3 separate regions of the Gossypium hirsutum genome follow, and all the other regions are linked to region 2. The links are chromatin contacts, called in public Hi-C maps. All regions are on one chromosome and are shown on one strand. Each heading gives the region's core, a stretch centred on a gene start, on an enhancer-like site or on the middle of the called end of the contact. The rest is flanking DNA. Distances are from core to core; before and after follow the strand shown.

Region 1 (3,437 bases), core at 207-2,706, 120 kb after region 2:
ACAGTCCTTGTGGAGACAATAAATCTAATACTTACGTATTACTTGATAATGATTGTGTACAATTGCACATTTCGTCACGAACCATCTCAGCATAACGGCTTCACCTTGTGAAAAATACTGCAAGATTGTCATGTTATGTTACACCATCAACAAAAATTAGCTCTTAAGAAGTTGAAGCTTCGTGTCGTTTCTCTTGGAGAACAAACTTGCCAATGTATCCCACGCTTCTTTAGGAGTTTTGACATCTCGGATGTGCTCCAGCACGTCTTTTTCAACTGTCATATGCAAAGCGCACATTACTTTGCCCTCTTTAATCTTCCACTTCCGCATCATATCACTTGTAGGCTCTGCCACTAGTTACGTGATTTTGCTTCCGTTCACCACCTCCCACAGGTTTTGGCCTTGCAAGCATGACGTCATACATGTTGACCAAGATTTGTAGTTTTGATTATTGAGTTTCTTAACTCCACCTATGACATGAAGGTCACTCATTTTGCCAAGAGGAAACACATCAAACGATACAGAAACCTAGCTCGGATATCATGATGTAGAACACGCAACAGATAACATAAGAAAACAATAAAAATAAGGGAAGCTAAACTAAACTGATCGATAATTTCTGAAACCAACTGAATGCCTTATATAGGCTTACATCCTATGACAAACTATTATCTTTAAAACTAGAGACGTATCCCATAACAAGCCACTATCCTTAAAACTAAAGATATCCCATGACAAACCACTATGCTAGAAAACAAAACCAACTGATTAAATTAAACATTGATTAAAGACTCAATTAATAAATCAACAAAAAACAATTAACCAGATCAATAGACCAAATATAAACAACATAAACATTGCTAGTGATGCTGTTTAACATTAAGCTAAAGTTGAAATGAGCTATAGTTTAATTTTAAAAATATATTTGTATTCTTTTTATTCCCAAAATTGGAATCGCAAGATTTAGTGTATAGATTCAACACTCAAAAATCAGGTCCAACTAACCCATACTCAAACCTCCAAAAATAGACGGTGAGAATGGTTTCCAACCAAATCAAAACAACTTCAAAACTAAGCTACAAGTGGCTCCAATGGCACGTGAACCAAAATAGATGAATGGCTTCCTCATTATTTCACTCAACTATTTAAACAAGTCTTAAGGGCTAGCAAACTGAAACAAACAAGTAGCTTTCATTTTATTTTATTTTGTTTATTTTGTTTTTTCAAATGTGACTTTTTAACTTAAAAATAAAAAATGGCAACAAAATCCGAATCAAAATTATGTTAATCCTATAATGGTAGGTAAAATTGATCGCCTGAGGCCCAAGGAATCTATCAATATGGGCATAAGATAAGAACGAAGATGGTGAATAAAACAATACGGACATAAATACAAAAAATAAATAAAAAGAAAATATAATTAAAAACAGAGGGCATTATTGTGATTATTCCATCCACCTAAAAGCAAAAATCTCAAAAAACGTAGGCTTTAAGTGAGAGAAAGAGGAGGAGAGCTGAAGATTACAGTTGTTCCGTCATTTAAGATTTCTTTTGCTCTTCCTATTTCACCCTTCCCTCCTTCCTATTATTTGCACTCCTCACCACTCTCCGCCATTGTCGTTTCGCCATTCCCAGCTCCCAAGCTTCACCGAACACTTTTTGGACGCGCTGCGTTTAGAGCTGAGAAAGAAGAAGAACAAGATAAGGCTTATTTTGATCCGCGAGGAGTAAAATTTGAGGAGGTGAAAGATGAATCGGAGCTTTAGGGCTCAGCAAGAAACGGCAATGCAAGCGGCGGTGTTGAAACAACGGCAACAATTAAGAGCTTCGATGATGAAAGAGAAAGAAGAAGAGCTTGCATTGTTTCTCGAGATGCGAAAACGTGAGAAAGAACAGAGTGATCTTCTTCTTAATCACTCCTATGAGGACTTCGACGCTCCATTAGGTGAAGTTTCTAAAATTTCTTCAACTTTTCTAGGGCACTTTTTCTTTTTAATTTTAATTTTTGGTAATTTGGTAATTTCTTGAAACTGTAGGATCTAAACCTGGAACTTCACCGATATTTAATCTTTCAGCATCAACAACGACTCCGCCGAGAAAAGCGGCTGCCGCTGCCGATGATTTTCTTAATTCTGATGGTGATAAAAATGATTATGACTGGTAATTTGTTTGTTTATTCCTTTAATTTAATTTAATTTAATTTAATTTAAGGTATTGTTTGGCTGAAACCAAACTGCAAAAAGGCGCCTTTCGATCTAGAAGTGAATAAAAATTCTGAAGGATTAAAATTGTAATATCTTTACTATTTTTTAGATGCGGAGCAATTATATTAGAATTAGCTTTCAGTTTAGATATTTCTTTATCTTTAATTTTAATATTGATATTGATTTCTTTTAGCTTTCAGGAAATAAGAAGTATAAAGAATAATTACCAAAAGGCAGAAGCATTGGCAACAACCAAACAGAGCCTTGATTTTATAAATCATATTCATGCTTAGCTTAGTTTTGTTATCAGTTATTGGCAGGTTTTCGTATAATTTACTTAATCTTGTCCAATGTATTTTTAAGGCAATAGGAAGAAAAAGGCAAAAAACTAGTAAGAAGGGTTATAATTATTGGTGGCATGTTTAATTGATTAAGTTAATAATTTGATCGTTGTGATGGGAACTTTTAAAATGTGCCCTGGAGTCGCTAGTGGCAACTAGAGCATTTATTTTTTCTAAACTTCAGTTGGCCATTTTGAAATATAATATTAGTGATGATTTGTTATGGTTTCTTTTGATGAATCGATTGCAGTCATGTTTTGGGGATTCAAACTTCAGTTTTCTACTTTTTAGTTGAGTTGAATTATTTTTCATTTTTAGAAACTTGATTCCATTTGTTTCTCATGGTTCTATGTTCTTTTCTGGTCCAGTCTGATCAGATTCAGATGTCATGTTTTGCGAATCCTATTAAGTTCGTTTTATACGTTGCCTTCTCTAAAAGAAGTTAGAACTTTGAAATTTTGTAGATTTTAACTGCTACTTGTGGACAAATCTAGGTTAGTTGCCTTAAAATATTTAAGTTCCAGATTTTCAAACAAGCCAAATGTTCAAACTCAAGAGAAAATGTTTAGATGACAAATTTGTAGATTATGCTTGTAATTAGGTTCCAATGCTTTGATATAAATAGAGAAAGGGTCCCAAGACAAGGACTGAATTCGGAACTTCTTCTCTAATTGGGGACGAAAGATGTGTTAAGGTCTTTCACTTGCTTCAGCTTTGCACTAATCCTTTCTTTTTCCTACATGAATGTAACTAAGTTAAATTATTTTCTTTTAATATGACAGTATTAACAGGAAATCTCTTCCATGTCAGGCTTTTAACACCTCCTGGTACTCCTCTTTTTCCTTCCTTGGAGATGGAGTCACAGAAGACTGTAATGAGTCAGATTGGTACT
Region 2 (3,216 bases), core at 325-2,824:
ATGAAAACAAGTTTAGTTTTCCAGATTTCATGAATTGAAATAATAGCAAATTGAGTTTACCTTCTTTGTTTTTTATATTCCAGTTTCTATTATTGTTCTATTTTCCTTTGATTTCTTTAAGAATAGTTCAGTCATTTCATGGTATCTTTTGCATGATCTTAGGCGCCTTCCGTTACGATTAACACAATGTCTATTGAATCAAATTTTGCTTCCAATAGCGTGCCTCCGATCTCGTCCACTCCTACTCTGAGTCTTGTAGTTTTGTGCCATTTCGAGTCCGTGAGATCTTGTATTATTCAGAATTTTCCTCGTCATGAAAGGATAAGGTTAGAAGATAATAATTTTGTATAATGGCAACAACATTTGAAATTAATACTTGAGGGTTATAGTCTTACCGGCTATGTGACTGGATCTATTCCAGTACCTCCACATTTTATCCTAGATCAAGAAAGGAAAATGTGTTTAAACCCTGATTTTATAGTGTTTCAGCAGTAGGACAAATTACTTGCTTCGTAGCTCTTGTCCATGATTAACAACTCTCTTTTATCGTGTTTTACAAGGATTCACTAGGCTAGCGATGTGTGGGAGATTGCAAATCGAATGTTTGTGGTCGCATCGAGAGCAAAAGTGTCTAAACTCAACACGAATTAAGTTTAATCAAGAAAGGATTTCACACAATCAAAGAATATGTTTCAAAAATCCATAATACTTGTGCACTGTTAGAAGCTTCTAGGCATTTAGTGTTTGAATCGAAAAAACTAGAATTCATTCTTGCGAAGCTCTCGCTGGAGTTTGATGCGACGGTCACTCTAGCCTCTTTCTCATTGAAGCCTTTCCCGTTGCGGTGACTAGTAGACATCTTATTAGAGCACAAAAGCTGACAGTAGAGGATGGTGACAGAAACCTCTATTCAAGAAAACATGCTGAGCCATGATGTTAGCTCATCATTCCTGTCCATGGATTCCACGATGAGGGGCAAACGAGTGATCTCCGATAGCCGTGAAAAGAGTGCATACGGACGAGTACAATGTTAGCTCTATGGAAGGAGTGGCCATTTAGCGCAATGATGCTACTAAAGGTTCGACCAGCGTCATGATGGACCTTCGATGTTGGTGTCTTCTCTAGAAACCTACGAATAGAACCCTGTTGATGAAACAATAAGGTTCGTTGCAGATCTAAAGGATAATGGACCATTTGAGAGTTCTTCGGTGACAATGGACCAGTGGCTTAATCATGAAAGGCGTCTGATTGCTAGCTTGACCACTGGTACGGATTTTGGCTCGCCTTTGGCTGCTGCCACACATGAACGGTATAACCCTAATGGAAAATATGGTATGCTTTCAAGACCCTAGTCTATTTGTTAACCATATGAGTTTTGGGTCTTTAAGGTTTGGATTATATGGTCACAATGGAAGTGGGCCATCGGCAATTAGGCCACAAAGTGGTAATGGATATAGACATCCACAAGGCTTTAATGGAAATAGGCAGCCAAGAAGTTTAAATGGAAATAGGCCGCATGTAGGAAATGGAGTGTGTCGCAATTGATCTACAAAACTTACAGCGAGAGTTTTCCAAGGTCCGAATCATGATGCCGGTGTGGGACCATTCGTTCAAGGCCCACTTATGTAGTCCTCATCATGATTCGGTCTTTCACAAATTCTTGATGTTACTGGGCTTGAGTTTTCAAATGGAAGTGAGACCAGTGCAAATTCATCCGGTTATGGTGTTGGATCAAAATTTGGAACTAAAGCATTTAGGTCCGAGGAGCCGTATATTCCTTCACTCGTGAAAAATAATAATATAGATTTTTGGTATTCTGACTCGGGAGTAACTCATCATGTGTCTAAAGACGCATCGGCATTAGATAAATCCACTCCGTATTCAGGTAATATTGCACTTTTAATAGCTGATGGTACGAATGCTAAAATCGAGTATGTGGGTCGTTCTACGTTAGCTACTCAAAATAAATTGCTTCATTTATTTAATGTCTTACATGTGCCAACTATTCGAAAAAATTTGCTATCCGCCTCACAATTTGCTCGAGAGAATAATGTTTTTTTTATAGTTTCACCTGTTTCACTGTGTGATTCTCAGGACGTTTTATTGCCGGGCCACACTCATGATGGGCTTTATAGGTTCTCACCGGTAATCAAAAATGCTGCTCATATGACTCCGTGCACACATAATATCATCTTAGTGTTGGATTCTTTGAGTGATGAAATATTTGAAGTTTGGCATCGTCGTCTAGGACATCCTTCAGCTTGTGTTGTTAGCTCAGTTTTAAAGACATGTAATATTGTTGCGAATAAAAATAAATTTGATCATGTATGTTTTGCTTGTCAAAAGGGAAAGTCTCACAAGTTGCCATTTTTGAGTTCAACTACAGTATATATTGTTCCATTTGAATTGGTTGTGTTAGATTTATGGGGACCAACAGTAGTTAACTGTGGTAATAGTTGGTATTATATCTCATTTGTTGATGTTTTCAGTAAGTTTACATGGATATTTCTTATTCAACTCAAATCTCAAGCTGTTGAGTGTTTTAGTCAATTTCAGAATATGGTAAAAACTCAATTTGGGAAAGACATTAAGCAATTTCGGAGCGATTATTCAAAGTTTAAACATGTAGATCTTGATCTATTTTTTGTTTGTGAGAAGGTTGGCGATTGATCTCTTATCGTCGGCAAAGTACCCTCTTGTGACCAAGTGGCGAACATCCTTACTAAACCATTATCAGTTTCATATTTTTGTAAACTTCGACAACTTTTGCGGGTCTCGAAAGTGGAGTAGATAGGTGAATATTAAAATATCATAATTAACAAAGTTTATAGTTGAAGAATTTGTTAAAATCAATTAGTAGTTTAGGGAGTTACAAACAAAATAGTAGTTGTAGAGGTTAAAACTGTTTAGTAGGTATATTGTTATAATTCAGTGGTTAACAGTAGAAGCCATGTGTATATAGGGTACGTTTGTAGGAATGAAAACAAGTTTACTTTTCCAAATTTCATGAATTGAAAGAATAGCAAATTGAGTTTACCTTCTCTGTTTTTTATATTCCAGTTTCTATTGTTGTTCTGTTTTCCTTTGATTTCTTTAAGAATAGTGCAGTCTTTTCAGCATATGTCTTCGAGGATTTGATAGTTCACTCGGCTGTGCGGTGGAGGAGGTTGGTGTTTAATTTGTTAGTTGAAGATTTCCTTCATTTGTAAACCTTTT
Region 3 (3,510 bases), core at 55-2,554, 95 kb before region 2:
AAAAGAAATGCATCCATTTAATGGAAGAAGGAATTATATGATAGGTGAAATTTAAAATTTAAATACACAATGGTTTTTCAACTTATGATTATTTTTGGGCTACATTTCATTTTCAATGTTTAAATACGTTTAGAATAGCATTTGTGAAAAAATAATATGGATTAAAAGCAGCAACCTCTTAAAATGAAAACTGTTAGAATTAAATGACCTGAATCATTATTTAAATAAAATATAGTGGTAAAATAAAATAAAAGTAAAATTCATATAAAACTACACTTCTTTTATTTTATTTTAGAATAAGGTTTTTTAAACTTTATTAAACTCCATCTATTTTATATTGATTAGAATAAGGTGTTTCAATATTATTATAATATGGCTTTAGAAGCTTATAAATAGACATAGTCTATTCCTCTTGTATTTCATTCGAATTCAACATAGTGAATTTTCTTTTCCTCTGCCTGTGGTTTTTTTTCCCGAAAGGGTTTCCACGTAAAATCTGTATGTTCTTTATTTTGTTTTATTTTATTTTATTTTATTTTATTTTCACAAAAACTTTTTCATTTTGACTCTTTAAAATTTTTAAAATTTTAAATTAGTAAAGAGAAAATTACACTTTACTCTCTTAAAAATAATAAAATCTTGATTTAATCCTTTAAAAATTATAAAAATATAGACTATTAAAATGTTAAAATTACATTTTTACTATAATAAAAATTATAAACTAATTTCGTTCCTCTAAAAAGAATTTCTAACTTCATCCATGATAATGAGAATTAAATAATTTAATTAGAAATTTCATACTCATGAAAAAAATTAGTTTAAATAGTAAAAGAAGGTAAATAAAGATTAAGTGATGAATTTCTCCATTGTCCTAGTGGAAACTGGTGAGATTTTTTTTTTGTTTGCACTTACAATTTTTTTGTTAGTATCTTAATTAATGGTTGAGGAAGAAGATAAAAAGGAAAAGGAAATATAAAAACAAAGGCATATTTAAAATTAGAATAATGTTTTAATCTTAACCATAGATTTTATTTTATTTTTGAATCATAATCAGATTGGGCTTTAAAATAGATCAAAAAAGTTTACAGAAAACAAGCTAAACTTAAAAGTAGGCCCAAGACAAAATTTGGCCCGTGAAAAAACCAATCCACTTTGAAAAGAAACTAAATAAATCATTAACAAGAAAAAAAAAACAGATCTACTTCTAAGAGAAAAATCTAAAGAACTCATTTAAGCCACTGCCTACTTGCCCAATCAGATATTCTGACGCCTGACTTTCCATCTCATCTGTCACTTCTATCTTTAATGGCGACGTCAGTTCCCAAGGGGGTCTTATCACAAAGACTACTGATCTGTTTTGTTTTGAGACTCTTCCCCTTTCTTCCTTCTCTTTATTTCTTCGATCTGGTTCTTTTACCCTCTCCCTTCTCATCAGACCTTCTGCATAACTTGGTAAACTTTCAATCAGATACATCTCTTCTTTCCTCTTCAGCGATTCTGTTGTTAAAATATGGGCTAGACCATTCGCTGATCTTGGGATATACTCAAATCTTAACTTACGGGCTCTAGACTTCATCTCTTGAATATCGTGAATGTAAGCCCCTATTTGCGATTTATCTAGCTTTATTTCCTTGCATTTCTTTATTATCGATAGTGAATCACCTTCTATAATGGCTTCTGATCTTTGCATTTCGAGGCCAATCTGGGTAGCCCTTCGACAAGCTAGAGCTTCCGTAGCAAGAAGAGAAGCCACCCCTCTGTGGAGTTCTGAACAAGAAATGATAACGAGGCCCTTACTGTCTCTGACCACAATTCCTGACGCCGATTGGTGATTCCTCTCGTTAAAATCCCCGTCAAAATTTATTTTAACAGCCTACCCAGATGGATGAGTCCACTTAATTTCAACATTAGGAGTAATATGGGTATTTCTACCAGCCCCCTTAAGTTCTTGTAGGTAACTTGGAACATATTTTGCTATCTCCTGACCTGGTCTGTTTGTGTTTTCATGTATCCGAGCGTTTCGGTCTCCACAAATGACCCAAAGCGCACTACAGAAAATTCTACACTGATCATGAGAGAGAGTCAAACACTTAGGTAAGCCACTACTCAAACTCTAGGTTTGTCCACTGTGTAAAATTAAATACAGGCAGTGTTTCCCACACTGCCACTGACACATAGCATTTGCGAAATAGGTGATCCATTGTTTCTACTTCCACACCACATCGAGAGCATGTTGTGTTGTTTGCTAGTCTCCTAAGTTGCATGTTTACCCGAGTAGGCAGATAGTTCCAGGTAATTTTCCAAATTGTAATTTTAATCTTAGTAGGTAGATCTAGGCACCAAAGTTTTTTTTGTAAAAACCACTATAGACGTTCTGTACAGCATAAGCTCTAGGATCCCCACTTTGTAATAGTTTGTAGGCGCTCCGAACTGTATACTCTCCTGAAGGTTCTCCGGTCCAAGCCAGAAAATCACTATGAGGTTCCATCGCCAAAGGGATATGAAGGATCAGTTCAGCTACTTCTTCTGGGAAGGTATTGGCTATCAGTTCTCTATTCCAATTTCTTTCATTATTATTGATTAGCTCAGCAACTATCAACACGCAAATCACCATTAACGGTCGATAGCCTTAAACTCCTAAAATCTGGAATCCATATATCATTTCTAATTGAAATACTAGTACCAGTACCAACCTTCCAAATTAGGCCTTTCTCCATGTTAGAATTGTGTGACCCAAATTCTAAGAGATTGCTTGCAAGTCAAGTTAAACAAAAATATATTTTCTTTCTAGAAGATTTAGTATTTATTAGTATAATATATTTAGCATTTATTAGTATAGTTTATTTGATTTACTAATTTAGCCTATAAATAGGCTCCTTTACAATCTTAGAATTAAAAAGAGACACCCATTAGATTAGAACTCATAACACATTCAGAGAATTTTGTGTTTACGTTTGAGGGTTCTTTGTTTTTCGGGTTTTCGGGGTTTAGTTTTTATCTCCATCTTTTGTACTCTTCATTCTTTTGCCATTATAGTAAAATTATCTTTGCCCGTGGTTTTTTATCCTCTTTTGAGGGGTTTTTCCACGTTAAATTTGTGTGTTCATCTTCTCAATTTCTTCTACTATTTTACTTGTTCGTTGCTTAATCGGGACGATCCTAACAAGTGGTATCAGAGCTAGTTTAACTTTCATAGATCAGCCCGGTCAGAGATGGCAGCAACAAGGTTTGAAATTGAGAAGTTCGATGGTGAGACAAATTTCAATTTGTGGCAAGTTCGGATGATAGTTCAAAATGGCTTGAAAAAGGTTGTTACAGGGAAAAAGCCTGAGAATCTAAATCAAACAGAATGGGAAGAGCTTGATGAAAAGGCATTGTCTACAATCCAGTTGTGCCTCACGAATACAGTATTGCAGGAGGTATTGATGGAGAAGACCTCATTCGCCTTGTGGAAAAGGTTAGAAACTCTTTATGCGACTAAGTCTCTGGCTAACCGTTTAGTGTTGAAAC

Evidence for each region. Hi-C and Micro-C count contacts between places; a contact is called where the count stands out from the background.
Region 1: a Hi-C map of leaf shows a contact between it and region 2, with 2.9 times the contacts expected there. The contact joins the promoter of LOC107960003 here to the enhancer-like site in region 2. A contact is called at or near these places in 4 of 34 Hi-C or Micro-C datasets (callus and leaf).
Region 3: a Hi-C map of leaf shows a contact between it and region 2, with 2.8 times the contacts expected there. The contact joins two enhancer-like sites. A contact is called at or near these places in 2 of 34 Hi-C or Micro-C datasets (both in leaf).

The regions. Positions count from the first base shown.
Region 1 is chrA05:78,798,760-78,802,196 of Gossypium_hirsutum_v2.1, reverse strand. It overlaps LOC107960003, which reads left to right and starts at 1,456. Exons shown (of 5, transcript XM_041112490.1): 1 at 1,456-1,945; 2 at 2,037-2,160; 3 at 3,356-3,437. The coding sequence starts at 1,750.
Region 2 is chrA05:78,919,974-78,923,189 of Gossypium_hirsutum_v2.1, reverse strand. No RefSeq gene overlaps it. Among protein-coding and RNA genes, the nearest start is that of LOC107960005, 31 kb to the right of the region's middle. Within about 2 kb of position 1,574, at least 8 of the 9 cell types and tissues checked have an H3K27ac peak or open chromatin away from gene starts, as enhancers often do. A contact at or near this core is called in leaf, where this site is marked.
Region 3 is chrA05:79,014,750-79,018,259 of Gossypium_hirsutum_v2.1, reverse strand. No RefSeq gene overlaps it. Among protein-coding and RNA genes, the nearest start is that of LOC107960007, 24 kb to the right of the region's middle. Within about 2 kb of position 1,304, at least 8 of the 9 cell types and tissues checked have an H3K27ac peak or open chromatin away from gene starts, as enhancers often do. A contact at or near this core is called in leaf, where this site is marked.